Linked DNA regions of Mus musculus: region 2 is linked to region 1. A link is a contact called in public Hi-C data. All regions are on one chromosome and are shown on one strand. Each heading gives the region's core, a stretch centred on a gene start, on an enhancer-like site or on the middle of the called end of the contact. The rest is flanking DNA. Distances are from core to core; before and after follow the strand shown. Region 1 holds the start of Mff (mitochondrial fission factor). Region 2 holds the start of Cops8 (COP9 signalosome subunit 8).

Evidence for each region. Hi-C and Micro-C count contacts between places; a contact is called where the count stands out from the background.
Region 2: a Hi-C map of CD8 T cells shows a contact between it and region 1, with 10 times the contacts expected there. The contact joins the promoter of Cops8 here to the promoter of Mff in region 1. A contact is called at or near these places in 2 of 484 Hi-C or Micro-C datasets (CD4 T cells and CD8 T cells).

The regions. Positions count from the first base shown.
Region 1 is chr1:82,721,961-82,728,189 of GRCm38.p6, forward strand. Mff (mitochondrial fission factor) reads left to right here and starts at 2,930. Exons shown (of 9, transcript NM_029409.3): 1 at 2,930-3,124; 2 at 5,268-5,376. It overlaps C430014B12Rik (a long non-coding RNA gene), which reads right to left and starts at 3,961. Exons shown (of 4, transcript XR_865578.3): 1 at 2,827-3,961. It overlaps Col4a3 (collagen, type IV, alpha 3), which reads left to right. Exons shown (of 52, transcript NM_007734.2): 52 at 1-99.
Region 2 is chr1:90,600,987-90,606,888 of GRCm38.p6, forward strand. Cops8 (COP9 signalosome subunit 8) reads left to right here and starts at 2,439. Exons shown (of 8, transcript NM_133805.3): 1 at 2,439-2,641; 2 at 3,389-3,459; 3 at 4,478-4,526; 4 at 5,551-5,683. The coding sequence starts at 2,564.

The sequences.
Region 1 (6,229 bases), core at 1,680-4,179:
CTGACAAAATTATAATGTATTACAATGTACTAATATTTCTGTAAATATAACTAAAGTTCTATTGTTTTGTCAAAATAAAAGAAAAGGAACAATTCTATCATATTTTGGGTTTTTTTTCTAGTGGAAGATAGTTTATTTTGGACTGTAAAAATAATAGTCACTATAAAGCAATACACAACTTTGAAATTAAGAAGAATATCAAAGAATACTAATTTTCACCGAAAATAACCATCAAATTAAGATAGTAAGAGATAACTATAGTATTCTGAATCTTGATGCCTAAAAAAGTAACCTTGCCATAAACGAGAAACAGTAACTGAAGAATGTCTGAGTTGAAAAGGGGAAATAAGGTAAAACCTATCAGGGTTTAATCCCTAATGGGAAACCTAAGTAGCAATGGCTAGAAGTCATGCATCAGGATGAAGCTAAACTAAGTGGATGAGATTATTTGGTTTTATATATTATGAGGTTATAGAAAAAGCCAATGGCATTAAGTCACAAACAGAAATGTACACATGAGTGAGAGAAGAAAAGGAAGACCCATCATGAATCTATAATACAGGACACAAGAAGGAATAGACTTCCATGTGCATGGAAGAAGCACCATTCATGCCACATAACTTTTCATTTAAGACTGTATCACACACTATTAGGTGCTCTGACATTCTATGAAACACTGTCTTGTTTAATAGACTCACATGATGCCCAAAGATAAATGATAAATCAGGGTTACAGAAGAAGACCTGGGTTTGATAACTGAATTATGGATCTTTATTTAAAAGTCATTTCAAAACTTTGAAAAGAAAGGGCTAGGGACAAAAGAAAAAGAAGTCTGCAACATTTAAGAAGTGTAAGGGAGCAATAAGACCCTTGATAGGTTATTTCTCTGCTGCTGCTGAAATCAACCCATTTAAACCAGATTAGATTAGATTAAAGACAGGTTTATTGGGAAGATGCTGTCCGGCAAATGGGTGAGTTCACTGGTGCCAAGGACTGAGGACAAGGAAGTTGCCATGGGGAAAGGGAGGGATAAGAGAGAGAAAGGAGAGAGAAGGGGAAAAAAGGAGAGGGAGAGGAAGAGGGGTGAGAAAGAGGGATGAGTGAGAGGGAGAGAACACATTTAAAAGTCTTGATAATGTATGGCTTACCTAGCTTATCCATACTTACCCCCAAAGGCCTTGACTTGGAATGACAGGATAATGTTATTTAATCTGTCCGTAAAGGAGGATTACTTGTCACTATAAATTAGCAGGACACACCACCCACAGTAGGCCCCTTTGAAATAAAGATTATTTTGAGACAAAGACACTTAAAAAGTGTCTTCTCACATTTTTACAATTTACTACAATGGTCAGCTTCTGATACAGATTATAGATCCTAAGAACTTCTTTGTGTCTTCATTTTTCAATATTCCAACATACAAGCAAAAATTACTAATTAAAAGTGTATGCTTCCATTCTGTTCACCTGCTGTTTTATGCCAATTTAATTGGGGTCTCACTGAGACCTTCAGAAGGTAAAGGGAAATTTTGCTTATCTTAAACCAATATTAGGAAGGACACACAAGAATGAAATTCAGAAAGTTTGACACATTATTTTGAAGGAAAATAACACTTCTGGGGGATCATCTGAGATTTTCTTTGTTTGGGTTTTTGTTGTTGTTTTGAGTCAGGGTTCATTGTGTAGTGCTGGCAATCCTCCCACCCTCTTACTTCTGGTTCCTTAGAACTGTAGTTATAAGAATGAGCCAAAGATTGACTTTGGAAGTATTTTTAGATTCAAGACTATATCACTTGAGTAAATACTCTTCCTTTGCACAAGGGAGTGAGAAATTTGTTCTAGAATCACAGCTCATATCCACAAGCTTATGTCTCTTATATAAAATTGATGGTTGCAGATAACCTATGCACATCCTCACAAACACTTAAAACTGTTTCTAGATTACATATATTTAAACCAATATAAACATGTTAGACTCTATTAGTAGGAAATAACCACAAGAAAAAGAGCATGTATGGGCCTGGAGAGATGGCTCAGTGGTTAAGAGTTCTTCCAAAGGTCCTGAGTTCAAATCCCAGCAATCACGTGGTGGCTCACAACCATCCGTAATGAGATCTGACGCCCTCATCTGGTGTGTCCAAAGAAAGCTACAGTGTACTTACATATAATAATAAATTAATCTTTTTTTTTAAAGTATCAAGGTGTTTACTGTTTAAAAAAAAAAGAGTGTGTATGTTTGATATAGATAATGACACAGGCCTTCCACTCAATACTTAGCTGAGGCTGGTCTGGAACTCTTGATCCTATAGCTTCTAGCTCCTAAGTCCCTAATACTGGGATTTCAAGAGTGTGGCACCAGGCTCAACTATAATATGGAACAGATTGTAAAAAAAAAAATTCTTTAACCCTGGTTGGTTGTCACCAAGGATGAGAAACAGTGGGTGAAGTTGCTAGGTTATGAAAATAGAGGCACACGTCGTATTTCCTGATTTGGCTTCCCGTCTATCCTTCTATGAGCAAGTATGGTTCTTGCCTTCCAGAGGGGAGCCACAAGTTGGGTGTTTAGATTTGAAAGAGATTTCTGACCCCTACTATCTTGAAACCCAATTCAGCTTCCCCTTTTCTCGGATTCTTAATTTGTAAGTTTTAGGGAAATCACAATTAGACTGCTGAAGAATTACTTCCAATATTTAGTTATATATGCAAATTCGCGGGCCACCATAAGAATTTTTATTCAGGCGTTCCTTTAAAACAGGTTACCAGTTTACCTGCAAACGCAAGGTTCTTAAAGATCGCAAAGTCTAGAAACCCCCTCAACAGGAATCACCTGAGACGGAAGTACTTTGCCCACGACAAAAATGGCTCCGCGTCGACGTCTCAGGAGCCTGCATGCAACATCCGCCCTTCTCTCGTCACATGACCAGAAACCTACTTCCGCTACGGCTCCTGGAAGGGGTCAGTCCTGGCCGTTCTCGCGTCTGTCCCGGCCCGTCGCGGCCGCTCCGCCGCTTCTTTGCCCGGGCGCCTCGGTGCGCTCGGTCAACGGCCTCTGCGAGCGCTCACCCGAGTGCCCCGGAGCCGGCGGGCGGCGACCCTCTCTCCGGGGACTCTCCAGCAGGCCCAGGGTGAGTGCTCTAGTCTCCCCAAGCAGGACTCCGGGCCTAGCGCCGCGGCAGTGACACCCCTCTCCAGACTGGGCGGAGCGGCCCCGGCCTTGGCCCGTCATCAGGTCCCTGCCCTGTAAATATTTGGGACCGGCTTCTTCACCGTTTCTACCTCCGCATCTTGTTCTGTGAAACAAAAATCGAATTTTACTGACAAAACGAAAAACACCTATTAGTTTGGGGTTAGGAAACGGAAGGAAGCCTGTGAGTTTGGATCTGGGCTTTTTCGGGCATCTCTTCCACGGGCCCAAGCACCTCGCAGTTTGACCTTGAGTCTGTCGCGTTTAAAAGTAACTCTTTGTTTTGTGTAAAATCCGTATAACTAAAGGCCTTTGGGAGACCCCGGGCTGGCCATAGCATCCTTGCTCGCTGGAGGCGTTGCGGGCTATACCCCCGCACCCCACGCTAAGCTGGGGTCCAGGTCCCCCATAGCCCCTGACCTCCATTTGCTAAAAACTTGTCATTGCAAAACAAACAAGCAAACAAAAACAAGAAACAAACAAACAAACCAGCGTCCCAGTCCCACTAGCTCAGGAGCAGGACGCATTTTCTGGGAAGAGCAACGCTGTCTCTGAATTGGTGGTGCTCTCTAATTCCAGAAGACTAAAACTTGTGCCCAATAATGCTAAGCAGGCCTCCCACGGGGAGCCAGTGAATGGGGATGCCCTTTTTCCCAGGTGAGAAACATTCCTTTCTCCCTCAGTCGCTTTGGCTACTAATGAGATTCCCCAAAGAAAAACCTTTAGGGAAAGTAGGACCATTGAGCCCTATTTAGTATTCTGAGCGCAACTAGATTGCTTGAGGAGGGGTGTGTATGTGTGTTTATATGTGGATAACGGGTTGTCTAATTTTTGGTTTCGAGGACCTGTGAATTGAGATAGCTCCTCAGTGGTGTCTCTGAGTACATGTTTTTTTACTGAACTACTGGAAGGAACTGTGTTAGCTCTCTTCCTGTCTGATAGGGCTGCCTCATTTTAGATTTACAAAGTTTCTTCTGTTACTCTCTCCTTGCTGTTGTGACATTTTTGTTGTTAATAGATACGGGGGGGGGGGGTCCCTTTAGTAGGTTTTTGGGTTGTTTATATAATTCTAGATGTGAGCCCCCTGCCATATGACTACCCAACAAAGATCCCGTAGAATCTCTCTACTCTTAATTTCTACAGAAAGTTTGTATGTTACATGATGCCAGTTCTTGCTGGTGTTTCCTCAGCCTCTCGGAGCCCTTTGCAGAAAGTCCTTGCCTGTGCCTGTGTATCTTCAAGGTTTTGACTCAGAGCTTCAGCAGTTCTTAGATTAGACCTTTGATTCACTGCGACTTAATTTTTTTAAATAGTTTTGGTTTTGTTACATATGTTTATATGCGTACAGCAAGTTTATGGTTCAAAGGTAGTGAATATTAATTAAGGGTAAATAGTCCCTTAAAAATAGATTTGTGTTTTTAAAAATGAAAGCCAACCTAAAGAAGAAATTGAGTGTAATGTACGGGACCCCGATGAAATTGGAAAACATTGCGGATGTTTGGGTGTGGCCTAGAAAGTGGAGCTGTGGTATCAGATAGGAGTCTGAAGGAGATTTATCTCAAGGTATACAACAAGCATGTAATGACCAAAGACGTGGGAGTAAAACCTTAGCCCCAAATTAAGTTTATTTGTTACCAAAGAATACCCAAAGTACCATAGTTTTAATGAGAAAGAAAAAATAATTAGGTCCTCCTCTGTTTTATTGAAACATACAATCTAAAAACTGAGGCAGTAGTATTGTCTTAATACAGTCCTCATTTTGTGGTAACCAACTATAAAATTATTACTGTTGTTAGTTCATAACTGCAATTTTGCTATTGTCATGAATTGTATTATAAATATCACAAAAGTGTCCAACCACTGTGGTAGTCACTCAACAACCATAGGGGTCGAGACCCTCGGGTTGAGAGCTGCTGCCTTACATGGTGACTGTCTGTTCTAAGACATCAAAATTTGGTACTTTTGAAATTCTTTGTTTATTAGTGTAAAGTTGTAAATCTTTGTGGCTTTTATTTAAAGATTTTCTAGCTAAGTCCCTAACAACGGTATCATCTAGTTTCTCAGTCGCTGTTCTCCTCCCGCAGGGATAAAAGTGGCTCTCACCCTAGCACATGTGCATCGGAGCAATTTAAGGAGTTAATATGAAGCACAGAAGCAGATAGTGCCAAATAGCAAGCCTGTTGTTTCACATTTGTAAGTAAAATTTTCTCTTTGTCTCTGTTTTCTTAGTCTTTAAGCCATCTGTATGTGTCAGTTCCTCAAAAAGCAGACATTTGGGCAAAAAGAATGAAATAAACTAGTTGAGAGTCATAGTCCAACTATGCTTAGCGCACTAAGCAGTCCCCAAGGAGTATACTCATAAGGTATAGAGTATGTTTCTGGTTTTATTTGTTTGTTTGTTTTTTAAATCGATGATGAAGACATCTATATTGCTTTAACCTTAAGTTTACAGAATACCTCTGTCTCAGCACAGTGGCATTTGTACTGTGTGTGGTGCTGTATTGCTCTTGACTTAGAATATGCTTCTCTGGGAATTTGGTGTAATTTGTCCTCCTTTTCAGGAAACCATCACTTACACATCAAATTTTTAGGCAGCCTCAAACAGGTTTCCTTTTACCCTTGTATTTTTATAACCTATTGGAATATGGCTAAAGGTGTCTCCTGGTAGCCATCCTTCTCCCCATCTGACAACACATTTGTCTATGGAATGATGGAACTTTCATTTACCCTGATTGCAGAATCATGAAATGGGGACTGTCCTTCAAACTGTCTTTCTGACTATGAGGTATCGTGGAGTGACAGTTGAAACATTTAAAATATGGTTTCTCAAACGGAGCCATTTTAAGTCAATCACTACCTTTATTCATAGTTCTCTTATGAAATGATTGTTGAAATACTGATTTTTATTCTTTCTTTTTTACAGCTGGAAAGCAGTGCCCGTGTTGTTATGTACACCTCCAAAAACAGTTGAGCTCTGTAGGGAAGTGTTGTGTAAAGTAAACACCAGCAGGGTAGCAGTGTCCGTAGCTATTGTAGACGTGTGTCT
Region 2 (5,902 bases), core at 1,189-3,688, 7.9 Mb after region 1:
TAGGAACAGTAGAAGAGAGAGTTCAGTAAGGCAAAAATGCACTTCTGAGAGATGAAGTGGGGCAGAGCTGGAGAAAGGTCAAAGGCTCAGTGTGCATTAACCACAGACTGTGCATACATTCTGCTGGCCAGGACTCTGCTGTATGTCAACCTTGTGGGGAAGGGGGTTTCCAGGCTCCTTGCTTTTATATGCCAATGTTGACTTCCATACTCCAAGCATAAAACTTCCTGGGGGAAAAAATGGCACAGGGTCAGCAGGCCTCCATATCACAGGAGGAAAGTGAGTCACAGCATAATTGAGTAAGCAATGTGTACACAGTTCCAAGGAGGGAGGAGCCCATAGAGTTACGATATTTCAAATGGTTTCGCTCAACAGTCAGAAGGCTATTAGGTCAGACACACCTGGGCAAGGGCTAGCTGTCAAGGGAACAGAAGACAGGCCAGGATAAAGTACCATTATACTATGAACCTGCAACCCCCCAACCTCTTCCCAACCCCTGAAACGTTAATCAGTCAGTCAATTAGTCTGTAAGGGATAGCTTCTTTATGGGAACTTTTGTTCACATGCGTTTGAGCAGAAGAACAAAAAGGTATGGTGTGTGCTTCAAAGAAAAGACGTTGGGCAGGGAATAGTGAAGGGGGACTTGCTTATCAGGAGACCAGGAAAGGTCGGGCACACCACTGGCCCAGGCTAGAAAGACTTCACTCACCTTGTGTGTGTGTGTGTGTGTGTGTGTGTGTGTGTGTCTGTGTGTGTCTGTGTGTGTCTGTGTGTATGTGTGTCTGTGTGTCTCTGTGTGTGTCTCTGGTGTGTCTGTGTGTGTCTGTGTATGTGTGTATGTGTGCACGCGCACATGAGATGTACACAGGTACACAGGTGATAACACTGTGCTGGTCTGCTGAGCCTGAGGCAGGCAGAGAGAGAAGTGAGAGTTAGGTTTGGAGCTTTTCCAAAAGTTCAAGGCCAGCCTGGGCTACTTAGTAAGACCTTGTCTACCAGTAAGTAAAAGGAGACCCGGGGGCACAGCTCAGTGCTAAAACTATGCACGAGGCCTGTGTTCCAGTCTCCAGTTCTGCCAGAGAAGACAGCAGGGGGCAGGTGTGGTGTCCGGACCATTGCTTGCTGTGTCTGAGCACTGACTAGGGTCTGGCTGGGTGTTTTTACCTCTCATGCCCAGAACTGAAATTCAGGCACCCAGGTTTGCAAAGTAGCAAGGAAACTTTATGCAAAAGCAAAGCCATACTACAGATCAGAAAGAAATATGCTGTCAAGAGTGACCGCTGGCCACATGAGCCAGCATACTCTAGAGCCCCAATTACTGTTTGGGGTTTTTATGAGCTTTGAGAGGAGTCTTATTGCTAAGGAGCACTGCATTCTGTTTTGATTGAAAAATTTTGCCGGACAGTGGTGGCACAAGCCTTTAATCCAAGCACTTGGGAGGCAGAGGCCAGCCTGGTCTACAGGGTGAGTTCCAGGACAGCCAGGGCCATACAGAGAAACCCTGTCTCGAAAAACCAAAACACACACACACACACACACACACACCAAAAACAAAACAAAAACAGAAAAAACAATTTAGTTATGTTACCTCCCTTTTCTATTGTGCATGTCTCAATATGTAAAATTATTGAATTTTATTAAATAATTTTATTATTAAAATGTATTTGATTTTAATCAAAAGCGTTCACAAGCACGCACAGGCAGAAGACAGTAAATAGGAGTTTCTCTCAGCAAATTCACTTAGAAGACATGGTTCACCCTCCTGGGCAGGCACCTAAAACCAATTCAGGCTAGATCAGACCTCCTGGCCTCATAATGCACCTAACTGGATTATTACTGAATAGAATCTGTTCGATGGTCCGCAGAGAGCGAAGAAACTTATCCCATTACTTGGAGAGGGTTTGTCTGCATGCAGTTCCATGCAGGTTGTGAACAGGGGTCCTGGTTTGCTGACAATTGCTAGGTGATTTTTTTTTTTTTTTTTTCAGAAAAAGGTGTGTGTGTGTGTGTGTGTGTGTGTGTGTGTGTGTGTGCGCGTGCGCGTGCGCATAGTAGGTGTAGGTGAGAGTCAGGCTGCTAAGTGAATTGTTAGAAGAGGGGTGTGTGCATAACCCAAACCAAGAAGAGTTTCAGGTTTGGAGTTTCTTGGACTTGTATGTAACACTTTAGCTTAGAAGAAGTACAGTTCAGCGCTCTCGAAACACGTGGAGGTCCAACGGTTTTACTGTTCTCCCACGGCAACTTTGGTTGTGGAAAAATGTAGTCCCGTTATCATTTCCCCGTGCGGATAATCCGAGCCGCAGCCGAACCCTTCCGGATCGCAGGGCTCTGACTCAGAAAGCCGGTTCGTCCTAGCCTGGGGCGGGTCCTCCAGAGCACCGAGACGTTGGGGCAGAGCGCTCGCCGCCCTTGTATTCCGCTACGGCGTCGCTCGGGAAGTGACGACACGCTCGCCCATGCGTACTGAGAGGCAGCTCCTTTACCTCATCGCGGGCGCGACGCCCCGAGGGCCAGCTTGTGCTTTGGTCTGGCAGAGGTGGTGGCGGCGAGAGCGGCCGGGAAGATGCCAGTGGCGGTGATGGCGGACAACGCCTTCAGTTTCAGAAAGCTGTTGGATCAGTGCGAGAACCAGGAACTCGAGGTAGCGCCGCAGGGTGGGGCGGTCGGGTGGGCGCCGTTTCCAGGGTAACGGGCCGGGCCGCGGCCTGCGGGGCGCACACTCCGGGTTCATCAAGAGATGCTGCTTCCATTTGTAACGTTAAGTTAAGTTCGCTAAATAGGCTGGGCGCAGTGGCACAGGACTCCGGTGGGCACACGTCAGGCGGAGGCGAGAGGATTGCCGGTGAATTCGAAGCCAGCTTGAACTATGAAAACCCCAAAAATAAAAAATAAAAATAAAAAAGAAAGAAAAAGGAAAAAAAAAAGGGAGGGCGGGGGCTCACGGACTAAAGGAGACAGCAGCAGCTTGCGGATGAGCCTTTAGCAGACCTTGCTGAATGAATAAAGATTGAAGAGAGACAGGCCTCTATAACTACCTTTTGGTAGTCTTCTGTCTTAAGCTTACTTAAGCTTTTAAGATAACGGCCAGAAAAATAGTGCATTAAGAACCTGTTGGAAGTAGTCCCCCCCCCCTTTTTTTTAATTTGAGACCTGACCTTCCGAGGTAATGTCACTTACATATTTGTGACTATGGAAAGAAACTGATATCCAACTGCAGATAAATGACAGCTCACAACAGATCTAAACTCAGGTTTTAACCTTTGATACTTCCCTAAGCATTTTTCTGCATCTATAGTAGTGCTGGAAAACTTACTTTTTAAGTTTTCATTTTCTCTTTTCTGAAAGTGTATTAGGAAGTGAGGCTTTCCCCTCTTTTTTCGCTCTCTAGGCTCCTGGAGGAATTGCCACACCGCCAGTGTACGGTCAGCTTCTAGCTTTGTACTTGCTCCAGAACGACATGTAAGTAGCACCTTTTACCTAAAACGAAAAGCTTCCTTGAGATGATGCAGGAGTACATGCAGCAGATAGGTGTCTTTTACTGTAATCCTGTTATATCTGTTTCCCTTTTTGTCATAATTAAGAATAAATAAGCTCGATATTTTTCTTGTCGTGTATGTCTTACATACACCTAAAAACATGGTAAGTTCTTGTGAGAAATTAGCATCAAGAACCAATGGAGTTTAAAAAAAAAATCATGTTTTTTTTTTCTTTTTACTTATATTTACTCAGAAACTGGGTGGTGGCGCACACCTTTAATCCTCCCACTTGGGAGCCAGAGGCAGGCAGATCTCTGAGTTTGAGGTCAGTCTGGTCTATAGGTCCAGCTCCAGTACAGCCAGGGCTACACAGAGAAACCCTATCTAAACAAACAAACAAATAAAACCAAAGCAACTGTATATGTACTCAGTAGGAGCAAAAAAGCTGGGGCTGGGAAGGAACACTGGGAGAACCAGGGGAGGTAGACATGTTTGAATTAGTCTTCCTGGGTGGGAGGCAGGAGCTTGAGAGGGCTAGAGAATAGAGGCCTGGTGCAGTTCCAAACCTACTGTGATATTTTTACAGAAACTACACTGAGTTTCTTCATTATACATATAATCGTGTGTCTTACGACTCACTAGGAGAAGGGCTCCAGATTATAACAGCACAGTGTATGCCTGTATTGCGAGGGATACCCAAAGCCTCGAAATGGACACATTGTTTGTACCTGAGTGGTTGTGTGTAAGTCTGTGGTTTGAATGTGTTGTTATGGTTTAGGATCTGAATTGTTAGTTTAAAAAGAACTCCTAAAAAAAATTTTTTTAATTAACCTGGGAAAAGGTTATTTCATGTCCTCCTTTTTTTTTTTTTTTTTTAATTGCTTTTCCTCAACAAATTCATATAAAACTGAGTTGTGCCATGGCCTGTTTTGGTGTTTCGGCCTGTAATTTTATGTATTGACTGAGGTGACTATTTTGTAACTCATCTTTGTGTAAATCAGGAATAATGCAAGATATCTGTGGAAGAGGATACCACCTGCTATAAAGTCTGTAAGTAATCCTGCGGTGTCCCCTGTTGCTTTTAGAATACTGGCATTTACTTAAATGACAGCCTACAAGTCCTCTTTCTTTCCCATATATATCACAGGAACCGTTGTTAAGTGAAGGTTAAAGTTCCAAACCATCTGTTTCTCTAATGGAATGGTTCATGTGCTGATGGTTTCACAAGGCCTGCCATGCTGATGTGAACTGGCCAGTTCGGTACAGAGGGGGCTGAGGGGCTGAGGCATTTCAGCAGACTACTTGATTTGCTGTAATGATAGCTATTTGTAAACTGGCATTGTTTACACAGATATTCACTGCATTAAGATCACTGTTTTAATTAGATGTCTTACTTGGGATGAAGATGAAATAAATGAAGTAACCTGTGAAAAGTGTCTTGCCAGGTAGAAGGAAGTAAGATTTATTTCACTTGCTTCCTTTTCCATTCTGTTTGTAAGACGGGAGCTGCACTCAATAAGAATGAAACAGCTCAGCTGATAAGAGTGGGAGCCCTGCAAGTAGGCTCTAATTGACAGGGCCTTGATAATCAGCTTTCTGCTAGTTTTCTTCCATGGAGAAGTGCTAGCGTCTTAAATTTAAACAGCAGTGCCTACAATAATTGATCCCAAGTCTTCATTCTGAAGTATATTTTACTTTCTCATGCTTTCATTTGTAGTTGCAATAAAAACATTAATTATAGAAATTGTTAATATAACTGCTCACAGCATTTTAGAATCAGGCAGAGCCAACCTCTGGACATTGCAAAGCAGTGTTATCATCTGCAGAGTTCATAGTCTAGAACTGGGTATGCAAGTTACCTAGAAGAAAAGGGTTCCCAGTTTATACCTGTTCTTAGCCCTGTGGCCTGCACGCTGGATACACCTGTCAGAAAAGTAATTTCATCTCCTAAAATGAATGAATAGAGTATATTTTAATGATACAGCTAACAAATTTTGTCATTTCTGATATTTTTAAAGATATGATCATTATTAATTACAGTGAATGCTTTCAAAGACAACAATTTTTATTTCAGGCAAATTCTGAACTTGGGGGAATTTGGTCAGTTGGACAGCGAATCTGGCAAAGAGATTTCCCTGGGATCTATACAACCATCAACGCCCACCAGTGGTCAGAGACTGTGCAGCCAATCATGGAAGCCCTTAGAGGTAGTGTTTCCTTGTGGTTAAGTCATGTTGCGTTCAGGCTGTCCTTGGAGCGTGTACTGATAAACTGGACAGCTCTGATTTGGGACTCCCTTTGAGACTTGAGCTAGATCTAAGCTGATTGTGATTCTTCGTCTCAGTACTGGGCATTCTGGGGAATAGACCAGGAGCAGAGGGTGTTGCTGTGGATTCCAGGTCGCAGTTAGCTCATTGGCAGTATCT